2 separate regions of the Zea mays genome follow, and region 1 is linked to region 2. Evidence: chromatin contacts called from public Hi-C data. All regions are on one chromosome and are shown on one strand. The core of a region is the stretch at or near the end of the contact, and the rest is flanking DNA. Distances in the headings are between cores, read along the strand shown.

The links. Hi-C and Micro-C count contacts between places; a contact is called where the count stands out from the background.
Region 1: a contact with region 2 is called in a Hi-C map of leaf, with 7 times the contacts expected there. The contact joins the promoter of LOC100276738 here to the promoter of LOC100284131 in region 2. A contact is called at or near these places in 4 of 25 Hi-C or Micro-C datasets (bundle sheath, ear, leaf and 1 more).

Annotation. Positions count from the first base shown.
Region 1 is chr9:143,810,361-143,813,289 of Zm-B73-REFERENCE-NAM-5.0, reverse strand. LOC100276738 reads left to right here and starts at 1,327. Exons shown (of 6, transcript NM_001371576.1): 1 at 1,327-1,500; 2 at 1,634-1,931. The coding sequence starts at 1,371.
Region 2 is chr9:143,543,508-143,546,387 of Zm-B73-REFERENCE-NAM-5.0, reverse strand. It overlaps LOC100284131, which reads right to left and starts at 1,433. Exons shown (of 4, transcript NM_001157028.2): 1 at 1,087-1,433; 2 at 840-991; 3 at 611-736. The coding sequence starts at 1,244.

The DNA of each region.
Region 1 (2,929 bases), core at 78-2,577, 270 kb before region 2:
TCATTTCTTGGAGTGCTTGCAAACAACCCACAGTGTCTAGATCCAGCACTGAGTCAGAATATAAGGCTATTGCCAATGCAACAGCTGAAATTATGTGGGTACAAATCTTACTTAAAGAGCTAAATATTAACAGTCCGAGAATAGCTAAACTTTGGTGTGATAACCTGGGAGCAAAATATTTATCAGCTAATCCTGTCTTTCATGCTAGAACCAAGCATATTGAGGTGGATTATCATTTTGTAAGAGAGAGAGTTTTACAAAAGTTATTAGAAATAGATTTTGTCTCCTCCCAAGATCAAGTCGCAGATGGCTTCACCAAAGCATTATCGGTCAGACTACTGGAAAACTTCAAAGTCAATCTCAACCTAAAACGGTTATGATTGAGGGAGGCTATTAGAATAGATATGCAATGTATTCTATATCCATGTATATCCTGTACTCGAGTAACAACCTACCGCTACTTTATTGGCTAGATATGCTTGCTTAGGAATAGATGAAGGTTGTTATTCAAGTATATCTGTTGTATAGCCTTGCACACCGGGCGCCTATATAAACACGCACGCGGCCCCTAACAGGGTAAGACGCTTCACCTGCCCTCTGAATATTTACACACCTGACCTTAGTCAAGTATGGCAATATTTAACACCTTATGTATAGAACCAAACACTGCATCAGTGTCTTGTTCCTGCCTGACTAGACCTAGACAGGCAGATGCTACCAAAATACGGGCAGTACCATTTGCCGTTCTGTATCAAGTCGAACAATGATAAGAAGGATCGGCCCAACTCTGCTCCAGACCAGAGTGCATGATTTGGTGAGCTGAGCCGCAGCTTTCGCAGCATTCCCCACTGAATAATGATGCTGCTGCACACAGTAAAAGGACAGACACACACCTAGAACCAGAAGACCGCCAAAAGGGCTGTTTCTGATGGAAGAGTGGAACACACAATCAGTTGGAACAGTGTCTACCTTTAGCGAGCAGCTAGCACCAATTTCTTCTCGATGACATGGAACCTGGACCATGGCCTATATATAAGCCTACATATACCTTTTGACAATGCAAAGTGAAGGAAGATGCCCAGGTTGGTCGTCTCAGGCAGCGCAAAGCAACGCCTACACGTTGCCCTTGCTTCACTCCTACTCGACCTAGTACAGCAAACAGTTAATTTCAAGTGCCAAATGCATCTAACCATGGCCCCGCAACGCAGTCCTATGATTCCCGCCTTAATTATATGCTCGCCGCAACCACTACCACCACCGATACTGAAAACAAAGAGCAGCTGCAAATAAATCGATAAGCCGTCTCACACCTTGAGCCTGCAACAAGCTAGCATTGCTGCATGCCAGCATCCACGTAGCATCTGAGCTTCATGGTTCAGATTCAGATAGCAGCGGTGAAGCGGATGAAGGGGCGGGCCCCGCTGTCAGTGGTGGTGGCAATCATCGGCGGGCTGGCTCTAGCGGGCGTCATCTTCACCGACGACCTCCGCTCACTCACTGGTACATGCATGCTTCTAGCGCTGCACCTACCGATCGAGCTCCATTCCACTGCACAGAACGCATGCACAATGCGCATGCTAGCTTTAGGGTAACCGATCTCCGTGTGCGGTGTGCCGCATGTGCCCATCTTCAGAGATCATGGAGAAGAAGGGGAAAGCGAAGGAGCACAAGAGGACGACGTCTCTACATGCCGGGACGACGACGAGGAAGATGCCGCTAACGCCGCCGCCGCAGCCGGCGAAGGCAGCGTTCGACCCGAGCCGGTGCAGCGTGACGGAGGGGTACTGGGCGTACAACAGGTCCAAGGAGCTGCTTTACACGGACCAAACATGCCCGTTCATCGACAGGCAGGTCTCTTGCCAGAGGAACGGCAGGCCGGACAGCGACTACCTGCGCTGGGATTGGCACCTAGACGACTGCAGTCTCCCAAGGTCAGCTACCGCTCGTGTACTCAGCTTTCCGTCATTTGAAGGAATGAGGTGGCTCATCCATCCCCATATTATTCTTCCTCTGTTTTTGTGGAATTTTATTTTCTCGAGTAAATTTTAAATCTTATTTATTTTAAAACGGTGGTAGTATGCTCGAGTCAGAAAAGAAAAATGAAAGCGATACTATATCAGTGTATCACCTCACCTCTCTATTGCTGACTGAAAAGTGGTCCGAATTAGGGTTGAAAACGGACGGAAAAATTCTCGTCCCGACCCGTACCGTTTTCTACATTTGACCCGACCGTTTCCGTATTTACGGAAAAATATGGAAACGGGACGGAAACGAGAGATGACTTATTCCGTCCGTTTTTTGCGGGATCCCGTTTTTTTTCCGGATAGAACCCGTATTTATTCCGTATTTGACAAACATGAGACGATCATAATATGCATTAGTATATAAACTAAATCCTAGTGTATTTAGGTGACAAATTATAGCACAATTTGTCATTGTAACCACCGACTCTTTTCAAATGACAAGTGATCTAAAATATTAAACAACATCGAATGTAGATAAATGTACATATTTAGCAACCAAACAACAATAGAATGTTGCCTCTCTATATTTATTTGTTTTATGCTATTGTTCTGTCAATCAATCACTAGTCAAACATCAATAACATTTCTATTTGTATTAAATTATGAGTTTCCGTTAGTATTTCTGTTTCCGTTCGTTTTCGTAATTCCGTTTATCCCGCTCCCGTTTCCGTTCCCGACTATTCCGGACCCGATCCCGTTTCCGATGATAAAATGCGGATACGGAAATGGAAGAGTGGTTTTTCCGTCCGTTTCCATCCGTTTTCATCCCTAGTCCGAATTCATCTTTCTCCATACAAAGGAACATATACGTGAGCCAGCACTTTACCGGGCCGAATCTAGCGGCCTGTTTTGCACTTCTCTGCGACCGCTAGTCCATGGGCCGAAAGTATGCGTTCGTCGTATCC
Region 2 (2,880 bases), core at 184-2,683:
TATTTGACCCGGCAAACGTCAAATAAAAAAAGATCAGAGAGAGTACGAAACAAGATATTCCATACAACCATCTAATACCATAATCACCAAATAAAAGATCAAAAAGTTACGACCAAATAAACAAGATCACATGGCTAGAAATTAAGTTTGAGATTGAGACTCTGTGGAGAGAGCTTTCTCATCTATGAATATCATTAAAATTGAGTTGTGTAATAAGACAGGAGACGAATGGCTTAACCATCGTATGATTTCCTTCAAGTTGTGTTTTTAATATGATTTCCTTTAAGGTTCTGGAGTAAGAAGCGATGATGTTAATGTTGACATGATACATTTGGAAAGAGCTACATCATAACTTGTATATTATCTTTAACATCTATGACAACATTGTTTCGCCGTACAATTTTTTTTATATGTTACTATTAAAGTTTATGATCGCTTCGGCCGGCCCGGGTCTTAGTCAATTTCTGGGTCCGCCACTGCCAGTGATCGATCAAAACAACAATAACCGGTTCAATCAACAGAGGTACCAAATATTATGACAGTACAAGCTGCTAGTTATGAACAGATGCAAAGGAGGGATAAAGAAGTAGGATATGTTATGGGTGCTCACTCTCGACAGATCCAAAACGGATAGCAAACATCTCCTCCTTGAGCTCACCGTCGGCGAAGTCCAGCGCGTGCCACACGCACGACTTGTCGCTCCCTGCGTGCTCCTGCATCTTAGTCGTCGCCACCACTGTGCGTTCGGAGGAAGGGGATAAGCAATACAGTCCAGTGTCAAAACCTATCCAGGCAGATCGAAACCGCCAACGAAAATCACACAAAAACACAGTGATTACCAAGATGGTTAGCACAGATCTTAAGCGTCTTCGCCTGACGCATGACGAGGCGGACCTTGGCGGTCTCCTTGTGCTTAAGCAGCTTCACAGTGCCTGTGCCACGTTCTTTCCACTGGTTCGCCTCCTTGTCGAACCGGTAGAGCTTCGCCTTCCTGCATAACCGCCACACGTCAGATGATCAACAAAACCTAGCCGAATCGGATCGGGGTTGGGGTGGGGAGAATCGAAGCGGCCGAGGATGCATCACATGTCGACAAGTACGTCCTCGTCCTCCTCTCCGGTGGTAACGGCGACCTCCTCCAGCTTCACGATGGGCGCGACCTGAGCGCCGGTGTCCTCATCCTCGCCGGCCGCCGCGGCTTCCTCGTCCTCCTCCGCTGGACGGTGCTCCGCCGGGTCGGCCATGGTGTTCAGTGCGGTAGCAGCGGCGGTTGCAGTAGGGCTCGGGCCTGAGCTTGCTGGCTGCGCTCCTGCTCGGTTGCTGCTGCGCGTGGCGGCCGCGGCGGTGAGAAAGGGGCAGCTTGAGACGTGGGGTGTTTCTCGTGGGAGGGGACGTGCGCAGCGCAGCCGAAAGGGTTAGAGCAACACCAAAAGACCGATTTTTTTTATTTTAATTGTTTTTGAAAAATATTCATATTTAGATCCTTAAATGACTTAATCTCATTTTTAAACCATTTGTTTTTGCCACGGGCTATGACCGGCGACGACGTAACACGGCTCGCATCACAGATCTTTGTGCCGAGGTGCTTGCATCGTTGACGACGACAGACTGACGTGGCCGAGCTCGGCGCCATAATTCATGACTTTTGTCAAAATCGGCACATAGGCCAGCCAGAATGCCGCTTTGGCAGGGGCGGATTCAGGCCTGTGGCCACTAGGGCCCAGGCCCTACTCTTGGGCCGAATAATTATGTAACAGCCCAGCCCAACTAATTTGGTTTAGGGTTTAGGACTTTGAAGCTTGGGGCCTTGCGGGCGGCAGTGTGGCTGCTGTCTGGTGCTGTTTCGAACCGAGCAGAAGCAGCTAGCAGCACGCCGGTCGCCGGCAAGCAAGCAGCCAGGCGCGCAGCGGCCCAGGCAACGCAGCCGCTAGCTAAGCAGGAGCAGCGCGCGCGTGCCCGAGCAGCGAGCGGCCGAGCGAGCAAGCTGCAAGCAAGCAGCGCTGCGCCGCTGCGCAGCCGCGCAGGGACCGACCACCGGCTGGCTGGGCAAGCAAGCAGCCAAGGAGGCAATCAGGCAAGCAAAGCAAAGCAAGAGCGGCCTGCAGCCCTGCAAGTAGCTGCCAGCAAGTAGCGATTCGAGTCACGCAACAAGCAAGCAGACTAGCGCAGCAAGCAGGTCTGTTTTTGTTGTTTGACACCGAGAAAAACATGTTGTGTTTGTGTCTAATTACAGTGATTTGTGTTACAATTACAGTGTACAATATGAAGAGAGTTCGAACAATTGCATCATTTTATCAAGTCGCGTCAAATCAAGAATCGAATGAAATCATTCAAAACGTACAAATTGGGACTAATTTGGATGAAAATGAAAACAATCAAGAATCACTAGATGTTGGGACTGCACAAAATAATACGGAATCAATATATAGTGAGATTGTTGGTGATCCTGGACTTCGAAAACCAATTGAAGAGTTAGATGTGAACATTCGAGATGTGAGAGCACCTAGAGGGGGGGTGAATAGGTGATCCTGTAAAACTTGAACTTAATGCCACAAAAATTTGGTTAAGCGTTAGCACAGTAATGCTAAGTGGCTAGAGAAGAGTCTTAGCGAAACACAATAACCATAAGAGAATCAACACAGATAGACGCAGTGGTTTATCCCGTGGTTCGGCCAAGTACAACACTTGCCTACTTCCACGTTGTGGCGTCCCAACGAACGAGGGTTGCAATCAACCCCTCTCAAGCGGTCCAAAGACCCACTTGAATACCACAGTGTTTTGCTTTTCTTTTCTATATCCCGTTCGCGAGGAATCTCCACAACTTGGAGCCTCTCGCCCTTACACTTTGATGTTCACAAAGAAGCACGGAGTAAGGGAGGG